Linked DNA regions of Arachis hypogaea: region 1 is linked to region 2. Evidence: chromatin contacts called from public Hi-C data. All regions are on one chromosome and are shown on one strand. The core of a region is the stretch at or near the end of the contact, and the rest is flanking DNA. Distances in the headings are between cores, read along the strand shown. Region 1 holds the start of LOC112734701. Region 2 holds the start of LOC112734674 (psbP domain-containing protein 1, chloroplastic).

Evidence for each region. Hi-C and Micro-C count contacts between places; a contact is called where the count stands out from the background.
Region 1: a Hi-C map of leaf shows a contact between it and region 2, with 2.5 times the contacts expected there. The contact joins the promoter of LOC112734701 here to the promoter of LOC112734674 in region 2.

Annotation. Positions count from the first base shown.
Region 1 is chr2:6,023,935-6,028,620 of arahy.Tifrunner.gnm2.J5K5, reverse strand. It overlaps LOC112734701, which reads left to right and starts at 2,891. Exons shown (of 6, transcript XR_011870564.1): 1 at 2,891-3,401; 2 at 3,684-3,952; 3 at 4,641-4,686.
Region 2 is chr2:5,864,722-5,869,607 of arahy.Tifrunner.gnm2.J5K5, reverse strand. LOC112734674 (psbP domain-containing protein 1, chloroplastic) reads left to right here and starts at 1,732. Exons shown (of 3, transcript XM_025784097.3): 1 at 1,732-1,969; 2 at 2,699-3,127; 3 at 3,227-3,591. The coding sequence starts at 1,787. The coding sequence ends at 3,448. It overlaps LOC112734650 (AP-3 complex subunit mu), which reads right to left. Exons shown (of 9, transcript XM_025784064.3): 7 at 4,620-4,829; 8 at 4,271-4,478; 9 at 3,642-4,146. The coding sequence ends at 3,901.

The sequences.
Region 1 (4,686 bases), core at 1,642-4,141, 160 kb before region 2:
CGGTTATCTTCGCAGCCGGATTTTGAGTCTTGATATTCCTGTTTTTGACACTCCTCTGTTTATATATAATTTCGCGTTGGTTATCCTTGTTCGTTACGTATCGATCGGAGTGTTGCGCGTTAAGGTTGCGGTTTTTGTTTACCCCTTTTTTCTACAAAGGCTCCTAGTTATAATCAATTATTCATACTACTATACGTACTAAATTTTTATTTTAGAGGTCGTAATACCTTGCCATCTCTGAATTATGACTTAAGCATAAGACTCTGTATGGTAGGGTGTTACAGGAAGGACTAGAGAATTGCATGTTGGGTTTTGTATAGGTTATCTCTTCTCTCTCTCTGGCCGAACCGGTTTGCATGGAGAAGAAGAAGTTGGCTTGGTTTTTTGTTTCAACTATGGAGGCTTCCCCCTTCTGTAAAAATGGAGAACAGCCACGGCTTGAAGCAAGGAGAAAGTGTGAGAGTGCACGACACAGAGTTCTTAGAGCTACCTGAGCTAACAGTTTTTCTTCTCCTTCAATGTATTCTGTTTAGTATTTTTCTATTTAATTTTGTCATGTCTTGAGTCTCATGAAAAAAGGCAAACAGTGAGGTTTGTATGAAAAAGTCATAGATGTCCTTAGAGTTCCTTTATTCATCTATGTTGTGTTTCATGATAAATAAAATCAAACCAAATATTTGATTATAAATATAACTTTTATATTAAAAGAATGATAATTTAATCACAATTAAATAATTAAAATAAATTAACTATTAATCTATTAGAAAACCATCTCAATGGAAATAAATACATCACATGCTTAAAAATAATTTGAATTAATCCTATTAATTTACAAACTTTAAGAAAATAAGAATAAAAATTTAAACACAAAAAAGCCAAAACTCTGATACCACTGAAAGATTACCATGCGTTCATAACACGTAGCGGAAGAAAAGAAAGTAATCCTTAAAAATCTATTTTTGTGCTTAAACTTTATTCCAATAATATATAGATCATATCAAAATACCTTTAGACGTTTTAGTAAAAATCACTTTATCCTTTGATGGTACGAAGGCGCTATGCGTATCCACACCGAGACCAACATTTGCTGTCAACTCCTTGACCAATGGACATCTGATTTAAATTGATAAACTTCTTGCAACTCTTTGCACGCCATAAATTTCTTCTCCAAGAATCAGGCTCACATACGTTTATGTGTGTAGAGGTAAAGGAATAAAAACTCTTGTTATTATCTCGTTTCTGTGATTCCTCTACTCTTGCATACATATATATAGTATGAGATTTGTTAATGATTTTAAATTTGAATCTCAATTCAAATTTGAATCATATCTTAAAATTCTAAATCTGAATCCTTCAAATTTATGAATCATATCATAACTCAATTTGAAACAGAATCAGTTAGGATCTTGTCCAAATTTAGAATTCAAATTTTGAAATAGAATAACTAATTATTCTCAAATATCATTTAATATTCTTAATTATCATATTATTATTATATTCTTGGTGCTAGCAAAAAATATAATAATATTCCATTTGAATTAATATAATTATTTGTTTGATCAAATCAAAATAATAATTAAATAATTCTACAGCAAAGATTAGAACACTCGTTAGTGTGTGACTCCATAGGTTTAATACTAAGCGGGTAGTAAATTAGTCATACTAAATTTACTAATCAAGGTTGGCGTCTAGCAACGCTCCTCAACGACCCGATAGTATGAAGTAATATTTTTTACTAAGAACCTTAGAAGAACAAAGTATAATTCCTTCCATCTTTCCAGCTCTTGGTTAATCCTTAGAGTATGGTTAATTGTCAAACTCTAACATGTTACCATTATTATAATGAACTGTGAATGACTTAAGAAACTCATTTATTCATTCATTCAATTCCCTTGGCCAAGGTTTCATTATCTCAGTCATTATAATCATAGAGCTCAAACTCTTTACTAACAGTTGACGGATTCCTTATTGACTAATTATTAATTCTACAAGTATTTAAATCATACCCAATGTCCATTCAACTACACCCTAGGGTATTAGGTGTCCGGAATCAAAGTATAATAAATACATTGTTAATTACTATGACAGTCGCAGATCAAAGAAAACTCTATTACTATGTTCATCTTGAGAATATCCTATTGACAAATATGCGGTAATTGTAACCATTAGGATTTAGGAATTCTCAAAGTGAGTCAGTTCAATGGTCATATCCCTATATACACCATCTATATATATAATTTAATAAATGAGATCTATTAATCTTCATCCAATGAAGACCATTATATATATATTGATATTTTCGGATTATTAATGTCCTTTTTAATAATCCTATGACCAAGAACAATTTAGATTAAATTATAAAAGATTTATCTCTCAATGTTGTGATCACTATCACAATGATAAATCTCTAAATTTAATTAAGGACGTCAATATATTAACATTTTAATATAATAATAATAACAAATTATTTGATACGTGATTGATTTGATTGTGGTCATACTACTTATTCCCAACAAATAATTTAGTGTTCAAATTATTTTTTTTAAAATATCTTTCATTGTATATAATTTATAAAATCATATATTTTGTTAATTATTATCTTGATTAATTTAAATTTATTCTCAGTACTATATTTATATAGGAAAACAGTAAATTAGTCAATACACTAATTTCAATTCTGTAAATAACAATTTTTTTTGAAATTATTGTTATTCCATTTCCACCGCTCTATTTCTTTTTCACTGTGATTAAAAGTATTTTTTTTATATAAAAATACTTTTTAAATTAAATAATTATTTTTTGAAATTTTTATTGTATCTTTTAGTTTTATATGTGTATAAGTTATACCACAAATTTTTTATATTTGTTTCTCCGACCAACGAATTTGATTAGATAATTTCTAACCGTGTGTTTTGCTTTTTATCTTACTCTACGAAGTTACGAAAAAAAAAAAGAAAAAAAAATTGAAACTTCTCCCTTACGCCAAATTTCAAAGTCAAGTCAATGACTAACTTCGTTGCATTACAAATTCGACACAAACCAATCACTCATAACCAACACTCTCTGCTTCGCTTCAGTGCTGCTTCTTCTCTTTACTCTGTTTCTTCATCTTCGTCTTCTTCATCAATCATCATCACCTTCATCACCTTCTTCTTCTTCTTCAACCAAAGCTTTAAACAATTTTCATCTTCAAAAAAAAAAAAAAAAGAAAACAAAAATGGCTAGAAGTGCCACAATTCCATTTCCAATACTTGATTTCATTCCTGTTGGATTCAGATTCAAGCCAACAGATGAAGAGCTTGTGAGCTATTACCTCAATCACAAGCTCCTAAATGACAATTTTCCAATCAATATTATCCCTGACATTGATCTTTGCAAGGTTGAACCTTGGCAAATTCCAGGTAAACCCATAATAAATAAAACCACCCCATCATTTTCATGTATCAAAGTTTGCACCTTTTTCATGTTTGATGATCCTATCTGGTATTCAAAATTTAAGAAAATGAAGTAATAAATATACAATTATTCAACAACCCCATCATCTTCATGAGACAAAGCTTGTACCTTTTGTTTTTTTGTCACAACCCCATGATCTTAATGTCACAAAGTTTGAAACTTTTCTTCATGTTAGTAACTTAGTATGATGATGTTTGATGATTGATGAATTGGGTTTTGTGTGTCAGCATTATCAAAGATAAAATCGGATGATCCAGAATGGTTCTTCTTTAGTGGACGTGATTACAAGTATGGAAAGAGCAAAAGATCAAACAGGGCAACCAAAGGAGGATATTGGAAAGCCACAGGACAAGATAGATACATAAAGGAAAGAGGAACTACCAATGTAATTGGGAGCAAGAAGACACTGGTTTTCTATAGTGGCCGTGTTCCTAATGGTGTCAAAACCAATTGGGTTATCCATGAGTATCATGCTACTACCTTTGATGATAGCCAGGTACATATGGTTTTTCTTTTTCCAGATAAGTTTTGCCTTGATTAGTTTTCATCTGTTTTGGAAATTGATCTTTGTTTCTATAATAAATACCCAAGTTGATTCTATTTCATATCATACTTTGGTTGTTCAACAAATTTTGAGGTACTCTAGAATTACTTTTTGAAGGGGACTAATTTCTTTTAGACCTAATTGTCTTTGATAGGGACTTGTTTGTTCAAAATGCATAATTGAAAATGACCGAGAGAGTAAAAAATTTGTTGGAGAACAAAGTGGTAGATCTAAATTTCTTTGGACCAATTTAAGTGTTCACTTTTGTTTTTTATCTATATGTTTTGTTGGTATAAATTACTATTATAGTGTATGGTTGTTGTTGCTCCTTCTTGTGATTTTGATGTTTCCTTATCTGATTGGTGATTATGTCATTGGAATTATTCCCATGTTTGTATTTTGTGTCATAGTCTCTTCATGAATCATGAATCATGACTCACTTTTTCCCCCCTAATTCATTCTTTTTTGTTGATTGGTGGAACAATTCATCATTGGTTTTCATTAAATAGTGGAATACTATTGAATTGTTGATTTTTGCTATTTAAGCTGTTTCTAGATGAAGTCTCCAATGAACTGAATTTGTGATAGTCTCCATTGTAGTATCAATTTTTCAGTGCTGATTATACTCAACATTCTGCAGAGGAATTTTGTTTTGTGTCGCTTGATGAAGAAAGCCGAGAGAAAAT
Region 2 (4,886 bases), core at 483-2,982:
CTTTACTCATAGCCATCAAAATTCATGTTCATATATTCTTATTAGACGCAATTTTTTTTCTTTCCATGGTAACTAAAATCCAAGAACCAAGGGACCCTCCATTGTAGCTATTAGCTAGCTGGTTATTTTATTTAATTTTTTTATTTTAGCACCATATATATATAGAGTTTAATTTTTATGCAGAAACAGTATAAAACGTTTTATACAATCGTACAATCACAATCGTTCTCTTAGATAATCATTTATGCGATTAATATAAAAGGTAGGTATTTTTACTAATATGACGTTATATGATTGAATGTATGTGTAAAATAATTTTACACTGATAGTGTATCAAAATTAAATTTTATATACATATTGAACGGCAATGGCACCAGGCCAACAAAAAATACAAGGTCACCCAAAGGAAAGGAAAAGGCAATGGCATCTTGAACTTAGTACTTGTTGATTTTTAGGTCATTTCTAGTAAAAGATGACTTGTTTTCAGGTGAATTGATTCTAATTTTTCCATTCAACTTGTATATATAGATATATATTACATCATCATATATTTCAATAAATTTTGTACATATATACCAACAAATTAAATATATATATATATATATATATATATATATATATATATATATATATATTGTCCAAATGTTTTGTTCAAATTTCAATTTTATTTCTAACATTTTTTCATTTTATTTTTGTCCTAAATATTTTTTAAGCGTAATGTTTAGAATAGCATTAATTAGTAAGCTTAAGAGTCTTCAAAACAAAAATAGGGTGAAGAAAAGATTTTAAAGAAAATAGACAAAATATTTAGGACAAAAAGATTACTTAACTTTGGTTGATATGTATTTTATCTCTTTAAATGTTTTAAAAAGTGAAATTTGACACCCTAACGAGTTATCAAACAGTGGAAAACAGATCTTTGGCTGTTTTCTTTCAAAAATACATTTGTATTAAGGAGTAATTTTGTAACTGAAAACACATAATATAAATTTCATTTTGAAAAAGAAATATGTAACTTATTATTATTATTATTATTATTATTATTATTATTATTATTATTATTATTATTATTATTATTATTATTATTGCACCATTTGATAATGTTAAGGTGTTGAATTTCACATTTTAAAACATTAATTAAGTTAGAAATTATCTATGAGCTATAATGTACCGATACTGACACGGATATGAGACACGACACGACACGGAATATGCGGACACACAAATTTTAAAATCTTATGCAGGAAAACACACACACATATAATATAAAGTATTTTTGGATAAATTAATGATATTTTAATATTTTATTGATATTAAAATAGAAATTAATTTTTTAATTATATAAAGTATTAATATACTATTTCTAAACTCATTTAAAAAATACATATTAAGAATAAGACTGAACACGTTAATACGTGATGGTATTTAGATATGACCAAACGTATCAGAATTTTTTTTATTAAGATACAATTGGACACAACAATTCAAACATGAGATAAAATTCAATAAGTAAACTATATTCTATTTTACCCTTTTAAAAGAGTTGATAATCTCTCAAGATTTCAAGGTATAAAAAATATCTACCATTAATCCATTTAGTATTTAGAAAGATGTTCATATATTTTTTTATGGATACTGCATTGGGCTAGCTAGCTTTATATAAGGCCCAATTTTTTTTTTGTCTGGCTCAATTTTTTTCTTTAAAATAATTAATTAATAATATAATTTTTTAATTGTTTATTCTTATCAGTTATCAGAATGAGATAACACAAACTAAGGAGGAAGCATGGCGAAGATTGTGGCAGTGGCAGAAGAAGGAAGCTTCTTCTTCTTCTCCCCATTAGCTTCCACTCTTTCTGAATTTTCTGGAACTAAGCTTCACTACTCTCATATTCACTTCAAGAGAAAACAATGGCAGATGAAAGCAGCCTCTATCACTCAACAATTGCCCTGTGATTACTCTTCCAAGGTGTGTGTTAACTTTATCAAATAGAATTCTCATAAAAGAATTTGATTGAACTCCAAATAATGTTTTATAACAAATTTCACTGGTTGGTGTGGCCATGTAGTTGTGATAGTTTGATACCATATCTATCAATTTCTTTCTCTGTTTTATGCTCTTCTTTGATTCTGTTTTTATATAATAAATTACCTTTCTCATCTATTATGTTATAATAGTTATGTTTTGCATAACCAACTTGGAAAGTGTCGGATTTGAATCCTTGTTCATGTTCTAACTTATTGGCTAGCGGTTGACTCTTAAATAGAGCTTAGATTCGCGACGAATTAGTCTTTAGTCTATCGGGTTGGAGGATAGTATGAGACATCCAAATTGCATGTTTTTAACGCATAAAAAACCCAACACATTATTGCAGTTTGGATAAAAATAAATTTTTAGAACGCGTATTAAATATACTCTAGGATTATGCAAGTATTTCTCTAGAGCTGGGTCGAGCACGGCGTATTGCCCCTTGCAAGTTAAGTTTTATAATCCGATAATAATAGAAATGATACGATAAGTTAATTATCTAGAGTTAAATTCAAGTATGATAGTCTATATTCAAGTAAAATATGTAAGGGGATTTATAACATAGTATATAAAAAATGATAATTTAGGCTCTAATTTTCCAAAGGTAATTGTGTTTTAGGCATATATATGTGTCTGCTAATTAATTATAATGTATAATGAATGAATCAGACTAAGGCTTTTGCAGTTTCAAGGAGGAAAGCCTTGTCCTTGCTCCTATCAACTTACATTGTCTTTGAAGCTGGCTCTGATGCATTGGCTCAGCAGTCGCTTCCGTTGCGCGAATACATAGACGCATTTGATGGCTACTCATTCAGGTATCCCAGCAACTGGATCCAAGTACGAGGTGCTGGTGCTGACATATTCTTCAGAGACCCTTACATTCTCGACGAAAATGTATCTGTGGAGATTTCATCCCCTTCATCTTCCAGATACAAGAGTGTCCAGGACTTGGGTACACCTGAAGATGCCGGAAAGAAGGTCCTCAAGCAGTATCTCACCGAGTTCATGTCTACAAGGCTTGGTGTTCGACGCGAATCCAACATCCTTTCTACAACTTCAAGAGTTGCTGATGATGGCAAGTTGTACTACCAAGTTGAGGTTGGTTTGGTTTGGTTTACAGTTACAGTTACAGTTACATTTTGAGTATGAGTTTCATTTCCGTGCATTGAACTGAATCCGATCAAATCGAATATATAGGTAAACATAAAGTCATATGCAAATAACAATGAGCTTGCTGTTATGCCACAAGAGCGCGTGGTGCGAATGGAGTGGGATCGGAGGTATCTTTCGGCTCTAGGGGTTGAAAACAACCAACTCTATGAGCTGAGATTGCAGGTGCCGGAGAATGTCTTTGCAGAGGAACAAAATGATCTTCGCCAAGTCATGGATTCTTTTCGAGTCAACAAGATTGGTACTTAATCTGGCATAATCATAAACCGTTCTCCTTGATTCTAACTAATGAGCTTGTAACTACTGGAATTAACCCAATTAGAAGATTGAGGTGTTAAGATAAACATTAACAGTTCAATTCTTCATTATCTTCAATGTATCAGATTTTGACAGTGTGTTTGTCATTGTTCTCATCTTTGATGCACTTGGTACTCAACAAAAGTTTAGATAAGTAATAGAAACCGTTCATTCATCTGAAAAACATACAATTCACTCACACTAATGCCAATTTAAAGACCAAAAGATAACACATTATATTCAAATTATAAGTGGCAATGCTGCTTCATGAAAACAAGATATTTCAGACAGCAGAACACACTATTAAGTATTCACTTTACAAATAAAACCAGCCATTATGTAGCAGAATTTCATCTCTAGAATCTCATCATGTCTCAGAGGACTTCTTAATGGGATACACAAGGTTATGATCTGACTTCAAATTCGCCTGCACGGGTAACAGCTCGAAAACCTTTGTAGAAACGGTAAGGTACAGTCTTCAAATCCAGTTTATCTATTTGCAGGCCAGAGAGAGCAACACCCATCATCTTAAAACCCACTCTAAATGTAGGGAAGACATGAAGGCGCTCCAATCCAGTCTCGAGCACCATCGTTCCAGACATTGAAGGTGCTTTATCTTTTGGAATCCGACCAATGTTCCAAGTGCATGTCTGATAAAATAGAATACAGAGACAGCTTCAAATTGCATGCTGAAGTATAGAGCAAAGTAGGTTGTATTCGAACATACATAATTGACCAAAAAATTAAGCAGAAACGTTGCTAATTGTTAGGTACCTTGTCAGCAAGGATGTTTACGGTTCCATGATTTGAGGTAAGATCCGCAGATAAAATACATGAAGGAAGCTGAAACTGAACTGTAACTGAATCAATAGTCTTTCCATGATCGTTTCTTGAGCCAACCATTACGTTAAGACGGCATGTCCCACCATCTGATGTCAACTGTGGCTTTACATATATTGGGGTGCTCTTCAATTTTCTAACCCTGAAACAAGAGTGAATCACAAAAATATTAAGAGAAAACTGGGAATACATGGAACGAAATTCATTTCACAATTACTTTTCTTTATCCAAAATCAGGTTTCAAATTCTGATTCAGACTTAAACATAAAGCTGGACAGCTTACCTGTAACTCATAAGTTTAAATTGTCCATCAGGAGGCACAAATGAAAGAATCTGATGTGATTCCCATGGGCGAAATCTAACACAGGGATGGAACCTCACTTGATCTAGGATCGAAGGATTTGTAAATGAAAGCGTCAGGTCAGGAAGACCAGTGATGTGGGAATTTACTTGAACTTCGCCATAGACCTCGCATTTCATCAGAGCTCCATCCCTAAATCAGCAGAATTGTTTAGCAGCAAGTATAAAAGAAGTGCTGCATAAGATTTAA